3 separate regions of the Arabidopsis thaliana genome follow, and all the other regions are linked to region 1. Evidence: chromatin contacts called from public capture Hi-C data. All regions are on one chromosome and are shown on one strand. The core of a region is the stretch at or near the end of the contact, and the rest is flanking DNA. Distances in the headings are between cores, read along the strand shown. Region 1 holds the start of AT1G08297 (a long non-coding RNA gene). Region 2 holds the start of ZF14 (MATE efflux family protein). Region 3 holds the start of NAC025 (NAC domain containing protein 25).

The links. Capture Hi-C pulls out chosen DNA fragments and counts their contacts.
Region 2: a capture Hi-C map of seedling shows a contact between it and region 1, with 2.6 times the contacts expected there. A contact is called at or near these places in 3 of 26 Hi-C or Micro-C datasets (callus, root and seedling) and 2 of 3 other capture datasets (root and seedling).
Region 3: a capture Hi-C map of seedling shows a contact between it and region 1, with 2.4 times the contacts expected there. A contact is called at or near these places in 2 of 26 Hi-C or Micro-C datasets (callus and root) and 2 of 3 other capture datasets (root and seedling).

Annotation. Positions count from the first base shown.
Region 1 is chr1:22,127,160-22,130,743 of TAIR10.1, reverse strand. It overlaps AT1G08297 (a long non-coding RNA gene), which reads right to left and starts at 1,873. Exons shown (of 1, transcript NR_139405.1): 1 at 1,543-1,873.
Region 2 is chr1:21,651,286-21,654,869 of TAIR10.1, reverse strand. It overlaps ZF14 (MATE efflux family protein), which reads right to left and starts at 1,882. Exons shown (of 2, transcript NM_104614.5): 1 at 1,547-1,882; 2 at 1-1,189. The coding sequence starts at 1,708.
Region 3 is chr1:22,515,009-22,518,592 of TAIR10.1, reverse strand. It overlaps NAC025 (NAC domain containing protein 25), which reads right to left and starts at 1,991. Exons shown (of 3, transcript NM_104792.3): 1 at 1,677-1,991; 2 at 1,225-1,532; 3 at 301-1,014. The coding sequence starts at 1,863. The coding sequence ends at 538.

The DNA.
Region 1 (3,584 bases), core at 624-3,123:
GAGATCCGATTTTAAAAGTTAAATAAATGAGCTGTCCACTTAAATCTAGTGGACAAAAGAAAGAGTGAAACATTTCCAACTATGTATTACACACATTTTGGATTATTCTAAGTTTCGATGCACAACATAGTGCTATACTGTTCATTTTAAAAAAAAAAAATTTCAAATTTTCTGATGATAAGTTAATAATCCTTTGGTTCTCTCAATATAAGAAAAATTAGTACAAATTTAATACAAGAAAACCTTACAAAAACAAATAAATATTATATGGTGATTGGAGCATACAAGAATAGTAGTTTTCACAATTTCATATACTAAAAACATATAGATAAAAATCTAAGACTGATGAGAAAAGTTGGTCGATATTTAAACATAAATAAGCTCTATTAGTATACTTTTAGCAATTCGAATGGAAGAAGAAAACACAGAAAATAAAGTGGTTTGAAACAGAATGATAGAGAGGTCTTATTGTGGACAAGAAGTTGGTCAAGTGTAAGAAAGGCAGTAAGGAAATGAACCTTAGCTGCAGATGTTAAAACTCCCAAAGCATCACGTGAAAGCCTTTCTTGTCCTCCTTCTCTTTTAGCTATATAATTTAATTAAGACAGTTAAGCTTAAACAAATCAAAACGTTATTTACAATTATTCTTGAAAACACATACTCTTTCTTTAAATTAAGAAATGAGATCATCTTTAGACATATTTGGCAGTGAACTTCATCAAAACTTACAGTTTATTAGTATTACAGTTTACATAAAAACTAGATATTTCATGTATATAATTTTTACAATGATTAAGTTTGCTTTTATCACTGTCTATTTAAGAGTGTAGTTTGTGAATGAAGTATTTTCCCAAGACTTCCGATCTTAAAATAATTTATGCTTTCAATTAACAAAAATAAATCCCCTAAAATGACGTATAAGATATTCTACTTGGATTTTAAGTCAGCAAGTTTTTTTCGTATTAATGTAGGAGTATTTTTGTTTTTATTACAAATATCTCTATGATTTTACAAGATGGTATAATACTAACTTTTACATTTTTTCTAATCTTTTGTAACATTCCCACAAAAAAGGTTAAATGATTTATTTATTTTTAAGTTAAAGGAAACTTCTTTATGCATAATCAGATTATTTAGGCCATCTCCATTGGGGTATCTCAATGAGATACTCTCCCACTAGAATAATGAAAAAAAAATGAAGGAGATAGAGAGAGGTTCTTATTTGAGAACCTATGTATAGTTGTATACTACACTTGTCTTTTCCTAATTGGTTCTTATCTTAAATTAAAATAATAAAAAATTAAATATATAATTAAACTATATAAAATACTAATATTCTTGTGTTGAGATATCTATAGGAGTATATAAACTAATGGAGATGCTCTTAAAACCGAAAAATTTGTTGATCTTTTAATTTAAACAAGGAAAATAACACATTAAAAGTTAACTTTATTTGGCTTATAAGGTCAAAAAGAGAAAGCGATTTATCAAAAATTTTGGAGAACACCCACTTTCCGTAAATTTCAATATATGAATTAGACAACTCTGAAACGAAGTTGGTCCACGAAGCATTAATAAATTTATCATCGTGTGAAGGAGAGATTTATCAAAATATTATTTAAAGATAACTGTTATTTCATTTGTGCATGACAGCAGGAACAATATTAAGTATGAGATTCGAAACAGTACTCATCAAAACATTATTGGAATCTACAAAGTCATGCGCGACACCAACGGTGTCCACCTAAAGAGATATTGCTACACACACACACACATACATATACATATCATACTGAAATATGTGTACGTACTTGTGTACGTTGTATAGTGTGTAATTGCTATGCATAGAGCTAGAGGAGGAACTATGAACCATCTATAGTGTACAAGAATTCAATTGTAGATACTTTTATAACTACTCATTTTAAAGGCTCTAAGGCATATATTTGGTTTTATTAAGTATACAAAACATTAAAGATTAACTGGATTCATTACCTATAAAATTCAAACCCACATATACGATAAACTTTTAAAAAAAAGGACTGCAAATCGGAATTGTTAATACGAAGATTAACCTCGGGTTTATGATGGATCATCATCAAGATGTAACATACTCGTGGGTAGAGAGAAAGAGGTGGGGAAATGATGATATAAGAGTGTGAAATCAATAGATCTATGAAAGGGACAAACAATGATAGAGAAAAGGAAAAGAGGTAACAAACATCTTAAAGCTCCTATGGGTTGGAGGACAATATGACTGAGATCTCTTAATGTGGGGTCTTTTTTTAAGATAGAGACACTTATAATTGGATCCATCACTTCCACAACTATCTTCTTACTTTTTCCTTTTTCTCATACTCTTTTTTTTTTTTGATTTGATTCTTGCTTTTAGTTTTCCTTTTCGCTTTATATATATATATTTTTTCTTTTTCATTCGACCATTGCACCAATGTGTTTAAAACTCAGATTTTTAAAACACCTATGAGACAATTTGTATAAGCTACCAATTTTTTACTTTTGTGTTTCAAAAATACCATAGTTATTTTTAACTACCTCAATTTTGTTTCTTTTCGAAAGTTCTATAAGTTAATATTATTTATAAAGGGTTTGTAAAAGCGTCCTGATAAAAAAAAAAACTAAAAAGATTCGAACCTTCACCAATATTAAACTATTAGTTATAGACACAATGCCAGTTTTCTTTTATACCTATATAAAAAAATAATGGTAATGGAAATTATTGGAAAGTATGTTTTCATATGAATGAAACATTAGTTGTGGTATAGGTATCCATAATAGTAGTAAGGTGGCTAGTGCATTGTCCTCCTCAAAGGGCCAAAGAAAGCTTAGTGATATATACTTTGGTAAGCATTTCTTCTCCCTAACAACCAACCAAGGACTTTGGGCAAAGATACCCTCGCATAGTTTTCAACACTTTATTAATTTAATAATTTTTTGGATTACAAAAATCAATATGTCATTTCAAATGTCAAAGCACTTGATTTGCTTTGCTTAGCATAAAATATAGTATTTGTTTTAATTTTCCATTTTCTTTACAGAAAGGATGGCACATGGGAGACATGGTCACAGTGTAGGCAATATCCTCTTCTATTCTATCTTCTCATCAAACCCATCTTCATTTCAAAACATGCATAAATTCCATGGAATATGCAAATATACAAAGCAAAAATAAAGAAAGCTTTTTAGCATAACACAAGATGTTTTTTATAGAAATTAAAAAACACTAACTAGTTTATTTAATGTTAATCTAGTTCAGTTTAAAGTTCTGATAAGAGTTTAAAATTTAAATAAGTATATATTTACCTGCCGTATACAACAATATTTTGTATATGTAGACTGTTTTACCTTCCTTTTTTTGTGAATTGTCAATTATGAGTTAGAGTCCAGACATATTAAAAATTAAGTGATGTTAACACATATAGGAAGGGAATCTTGTGATATGTGTATACAATATAGAGCTATTTTCTTCCACGATAATTTGGGCTACAAGTCATATCATGCTCAACTCTTTGTGGCTAGTTATAGTTCAGAGTGAATGAAATATATTTGTCTTGATCCAAAAATTTTGG
Region 2 (3,584 bases), core at 633-3,132, 480 kb after region 1:
TAGCGACTGGCATGCCCACAAAGTAAAATGAACCCAAGTTTATGTTGGCACCAAGTGTAGGTCTTGCACAGCCTCTTAAAACCCCACAACCGGTTGTTTGAGGACAGTTTCCGAGCTCACATAACCCCACAATGGGTAATGCGATGGAAGTCAGCTGAAGAATCTCTGCATCCGTGGTAAACAAGCGTCCCCAATGGTGCCTAACCAGCACAGCAAACACCATCGCCATTAGGCCTAAGGCGATCGCGCAGAAGAGTGAGATGATCATGGATACCCGAGCTTTCGCCGGACGTTTAGCCCCAAGCTCGTTGCTAATTCTTGTAGAGACACCAAGGCTGAGAGAGGATGGGAAGACGTAGACCAAAGCCGTCGTTTGGATCAAGATTCCCATGGAAGCCACGGTGGCTCTTGGGTTAGCCAAAAGTCCACACAAAATGATCATAAACTCGTACCACCACCACTCCAAACAAACAGATACACAAGTGGGTATGGCAAGTGAGAGCAAAGCCGACCAACCTTTAAGAGAGTCAATAGTAATTGGGACCCATGTATCACTATGCACGCTAGTGAAATACACAAAAGAGGATAAGAGGACTACAAGGTTGAGATTTGTCAAAACCATAGCTATAGCGACTCCCGCTACTCCCATCTCAAGTTTCACCACTAGGAGGTAGTTCAAAGGAACGTGGAGGAGAACGGACACGGCCGTGGAGTAAGTCACGGGCAATGTAATGTTTTGTGTTCGGAGGTAAATTCGAAGAGGGTGAAGCAGAGAGAGAAGGAAGAGGTCAGGGATGGCGAATAGAAGGAACTGTTGAGCAACAGAGGAGATCTCTTCATCTTGGCCGCACCATAAGAGGATTCGGCGCATGTTGAGCCACGAGAAGGAGATAGGGACCGAGCAGGAGAGGAGTAGGAGGACGGTTCTTTGAAGGGTTAGTCCTAAAAGCTTCATTTGTTTAGCTCCGTATGCTTGGCCACAGATTGGTTCCATCCCCATGGACAAACCGGAGATGACGGAGTAGCCGGTGATATTGGCAAAGCCTATGGAGAGAGATCCTCCGGCTAACTCAAGCTCACCGAGGTAGCCTAAGAACAGCATCGATATCATCGCTCTTGAGTACATAAGAAGCCCGGTCATCGCCGTCGGCCCAGAGATTTTTCCGATCGCCTTCACTTCCTCTAAGCCCTGCCGCCAGATAATTAAGAAAAGAAAAGTCAAGACCAAGAACCGTCCACGTCAGTAGATCGTTTTTTTCTTTTCCCTGGTTAATGGTTAATTATATTAATCAAATAAAGCTTATCTTAAACCTTTATAAAAAAATGACAAAACCAAATCACCAACCGGGACCAAAGATTTAGGTATATATATAAAAAGGATTGCGAAACTGTTGTTTCTATTTATATATATGTATATGTATATATGCTTTTGGTATAGTTCGTACAATCTAGTTTTGTCAAGAACTAGATTCTTGAATTATTATGTTCATATCTATGTAGAAAAAAACAAACATTTACGTATAGGAAAAAAAAAGAAATAATTTACCTCCAGAAAACTTGGCCATCTTTTAAGGTCTAGAGAATCAGTATCCCTGAATTCAGAATAATGAGGATTATCTGTATCACAGGTTTCGAGTTTTGAGATATGGGTTTTGTCTTTACAAGATAATAAGGAAGATGAAGCAGAAGATGGTTTTGAATTACACATGATTCTTAAGAGGAGTAAACTGGTTTTGTTGGGAGTAGAGATAAAAGGACAAAGAGACAAAGTCTAGAGCTTTTAGTCTTTTGGAGGCAAAACGATTTTATGCAAATGATAAAAGGAACCGAGAGGAACTAATATTTTTAATATGGAATTGGTTGGGCCTTTTGGAGGAGAAAGGCTGACTATTTATAGTTGTAAAGAAGCGATATCGTTTCTACACGTGGCGAAAATTAGTTTTAATTTCTTTTTAACAAAGAATTGATTTTCTAATAGGGAAGTGGGACTTTTTTTGTTTGCTTTGACTAAACAAATCGTGTGTCCACCAAATAAGTCTGTGAGAAGAACGACACACAGGTTTAGGATAGCTCAAGAGTTCACTTTTGAAGAAAGACATAAAAATTGGTTTAGTTAACTATTTTAAAATACATCGCATTACCTTTAATAATAGCAAATCTCTTTCCTAATCTTTAACTCAACTTTGGGCTTCACTATATATTGAACTCTTTCGGTTATGTCGGCTGGCGAATTCACAGTCGTCCTAAGTGCTAGAATATCAGGCTGTTGTTACCTCTTAGGCTGAGAGGATAAAAAGCATTTATTCAATAACGGTTGGTCACATAAGTTGATGGGGTTAGTACTTGTTTTGAAAAATACTTGGGTGAACTTTTTTATTCTAGCCAATCAAAATCTACCACCTAATAAATAATATTAAATTAATTTAATTAGAAAATATAATTTGCCATAAAAAAATTATATATCAGTTATAAGAAAAAGTTAAGATTTCAATTTTATGATTGATGAGATTGAATATCGGTTTGAGTTTATAAACAGATTTAAATTTTACAATTAAACAAGTTTAAATATTGATTTAGGTTTATAAAAGATAATAAAGGTTTTAAATTTTCTAATTAAACGAGATTATATATCGGTTTGGATTTATATAATAGTAGTTAGGATTTAGATTTATAATTAAATGAATTTTACATTTTTATGGCATTTATAGATATTGTATGCTATTTGACTCAAATTTTACGGATTTACAATTTTTATACACTTAACAATGTATATACATTTATGATTTGTTTTTGCTAAAACACATACTCCATAGCAAATATTAAAAACAAACAAAACCAACTAAGGTCGGTCCTATTAATATGCCAATTTTGCCTCTCTCTTTTTTTTTTTCCTTCTTTTTTCTTTTTTTTTCTTTTTTTTTGATAAAAAATGAAATTTTATATCATTTGTGATTTGTGACACAATTACAAATTTTATGCCATTTTGTTTTTCTTTAATTCCGCTGAAACATTTAGAAACAGAGGTCGGTCCTATTTTATAACTCCGAAAATTTTAAGGTTAGGTGTAATGATGTCAAACAGGAAACTGCACTAGATTAGTCTATATACTTTCTGTGAAGATAATCCTTTCTTTTTTTGCACTAACGGTTAATTTAAGTTTTCCTAGTCAATCAAGATAAAATTTAAGTTTTTCCTATGTCTAAAATATCAAATTATGCTGTAAAATGGCATGAGATTTAATTTAGCATTTTCTTCCAATTTCAAATTGCATGTCTATTGCAACTTTAGCATATATAATTTTAACATTTAGGTTTAATGAATATATGTAATGTAATGTAATGTTAAACACTATTATGCAGAAAATGGCTTGAAAGCATGTTCATTGCCACCATACCATGAAACCTAAAAACTATTTAAAATAAATAAATCTTTATAAAAGTAAATGTAAAATATTAATAGTAACTTATTTATTATATATAACTTATTAATGTTAAAATAGCTTGTTTTCTATCAAATGATTACAATTAATTAAAACGTTGTATCAATATTTTACCACAACATGCAATTTCATTTGTTGTATATGT
Region 3 (3,584 bases), core at 742-3,241, 390 kb before region 1:
TATTTTCATCTCTATTTTTTTCTCATAGTTTTTGTTCAAATTGATTTGTGCATGTTTAAGGAGTGGTAATGAGATAGATAGAAATAGTTTGGACCATGAAGACGAAGAGTTTAAGTTTTCCTAAAAAAATATTCATATGGAAGTCAACTTCATAGTAAACTTCAACGTAAGAATGTCAACTTCATAGTAAAACAGAAAAATTATCTGCATCCTATTCACGTACTCACTTATGGGAAAATGAACCAAACCTTGCATAATGTATATTAACATGTTGAATATTTAACTTTGCTAAATTGTATCATATTGGAAAAAATATACTTTTATATTTTTTATTAATCAGCTTCTGTTATTAGTACACATCTTTGCAGCCATTGAGTAAAAAGAAACGTATACACTTTTTCTTGACGTAATTAAACAGATACGTATACATTTGTAAGACCGCGTACTTGTATATATATATTCCCAGATGATTTATGTGTAAACTATATTAGGCCTGCATAGATACATATATGATACACACATATATATCTATATAGATTATGAGTGCCAGTTCATGTTAGGAAGCTGAAACGCCTGTCTTAAAACCCCATGATCAGCTAGAGACGACGTCGTATCCATAACACCATTTGCATGAAACCCCGAACTCTGAGGAATCTCACTAAGCATCGAAACAAAAGAGACATTGTAGTTATCATTGTTGAGATCACCTGTATGATGAAACCTCTTGCTCGATAAGAAAGATCCGAATGAAGATGATCCTGAGGCCTCGTGGCCCATTCGGTATTGACCACACAAGGAACGTTTGTCTGAAGAAACGACCATACCGTCGAAAAAGTGTTCTTCGTTATTGTTATTATTGTTGTCGTTGTTGTCTAGTACTGATGTAGAAGAAGAATTAGCAGATGATTTTGAGAGCATGCCTTCCATTAGATCCTCTCTAAGTAATACTCTCTCCATTGTTGGTCTTTGTGAACTATTCTTCTTATAGATCCTACATAGAACCCAATCGTCTAGCTGCAAAATTTTGATTTGTGGTACAAATCAACACACCAAACTATATAATAATAATGTCAGTCGCATTAATCCAACCAGAAGAGTATCTTGAGTTTTCCCAAAAAAGAAAAGATTTTGGTATGATTTTCCCACGTGAAACAATATTGTAGATTAAAATAGTAGTGTATAATGGTGGCTTAGTGAGTTTGGTTAATATCATTTTTCACATACCCGTAGTGAGTTTTTCCTTGTCGTGGTTAAGTCAGGCGGCTTAGCCGCAGTGCTAAGGTTACCATCAGTGAGGCGATATTCATGCATGATCCAATCTGTTTTTATCCCTTTAGGAGGCTTTCCACCGTAAAAAACAAGCGCTTTCTTGACACCAACCTTGTGACTATTGCACGTAAATATCGGTTTATCGGTTCCCGTTGCTTTCCAATAACCGGAAGTTGCTGCCCGGTTTGGCCTAACCCCATTTGGATACTTCCGATCCCGAGGACTAAAGAAGTACCACTCGTGCTCTCCAAAACTCGCCTTGCCTAAACCATTCAAAATATTATTATCCACAAGATAGTTACTATATATACCAAATTTAAATAGTGGCTAGATTACAGTGGTCATAGTAAAATTAAATCGTACATTTTAATCATATCATTAAAGCATAAATTAGGAAATATAAATACTTGGAAGCTCCCAAGGATCAAACTTGTAAAGATCAATCTCTGCGATGATTGAGACTGGAAGTGGAACAGAATCTGCTTTCTTCTTGAGGTAATGAACTACTAGTTCCTCATCAGTCGGGTGAAACCGAAACCCGGGAGGGAGATGCGGATGGCCCGGCCCTATGCTCGAATCCCCCATGTTTTCCATCAACTTCTAATTTGATATAATGACGATATTTTCACGAAATCAGTCTCATGATCGTCAAGAGAATATGTAGGAAAAGTATAGATTATTTTGGAGAGTGAATGTGTTTCATATAAGATGCGAGAAGAAATAGGTGTTAGGTTTGTGTGAGCATATGAGTACCGAACTGGGTCCCTCGACGAGGAAATTACACGTGGCTAATCGTAGGGCCCAAAATTAGCGGCCAATGGGCATTAAATTTTGGAGAAAAGGCAGGGTTTTTTCGAACTGCCTTATGTCATGCCTTTCTTATGCTACACATCACGCACATACCTCATTTTGGTTTTTGTGTAAGATTTTATAAAAACTAGAAATGTGGGAATTCTCTATAAATATATTTTAAAAAATTATCGTGTTACCAAAATGTGTTTTTCGTTCGCAATTGAACTCTAGTAAACTATGAAGATAATTAATACAAAGAAAATCCAAATAGTCGACTGTAGTAGTTATATATATATATATATATATATATATACATGTATAAACTTTGGGTACTAGCATAATTTTCCAAGTTAGTAATATTATCAATAATCAAGAGTTTCAAATTACTGATGATGTTTTTAGGAATCGATCGACTCGTTGCATGGAACTACACGAGGTGTACGAAGATTCTTCGTCGTCGAAGGACATTGTTCAAGAGATATGGTGAGGTGACTTTATCAGGAGTCAGGAGATATGAGGTCATGGGGTCTGCTAGGATGTTTTGTTACATTTCGGTGGACATCACTAGGACGTGGTATAAAAAGACTGGCTCACCTTGATATAGATTGAATCTAGTGGACCTCATCCTATAGTAGTAGGCCCGGCCATAGGCATGCATGCGATGCTAAGACTCAAAAGGTAAGGCCCATGATCCTTTCATCTAAATTCCTTTGAAGCCTAACTTTAAGAGTTTGGGTGATAGAATTGAGGATTTGCTTCTGAGATATGGACTAGGCTAGGATTTTAGGCCTCTAATGGCTAAATTTTTGAGAAATTTCTTCTTCTTCCCCCTCTTCATTCTTGTGAGTTGTGACAATTCTTTTTGACACTATGTTAGCAAACTCTCCAAATTCTTCTTCTTCCAACTGTTCCATGAGAGGATTCGAGGAGACTCATATATTAGTATTACACACGGTTGTGGTTCAGATTACTGTCCACTCCCAGCCCAGCCCAGCCCCGACATCTCGAACATTAATTCTATATATATTTCGTCTCTTTTTTTTCTGTACGAACAAAATAGTTTAGTATTTCACTTATAAAATTAACGAGAGTAAAAACTACGATATAATACAAATGGCCATTAAAGATTAAATAAATATAAACATCAAAACATATCAAAGCGGACTGGTTAGTTATGTTACGTTGTACCACCTTTTTATAACTTTTTTTAAACCGTTTTATTTATATATAAGCTGTTGACTAAACTGAAAACATCAAAACATATATCTTCCTAAGAAATTGGTGTGTCTATTTAAATTTAATATCTGAGTTAATATGAAATTTAATTTTATTGATGAATTTGTATTTTGATTTAATATCTTTATTCTAGATACAGTTGGTCATTTCTCTTTGCTTTTACTATGTTACTTTTTGAGATGGTGACCGTTTCAAAGATGTTTACACTTTTACTTACTTCTTTCAACGGGGTTTAGTATAAAAAAGAACAAAGGAAAAGTAGCGAATACTTTTTGACGCAAATATAA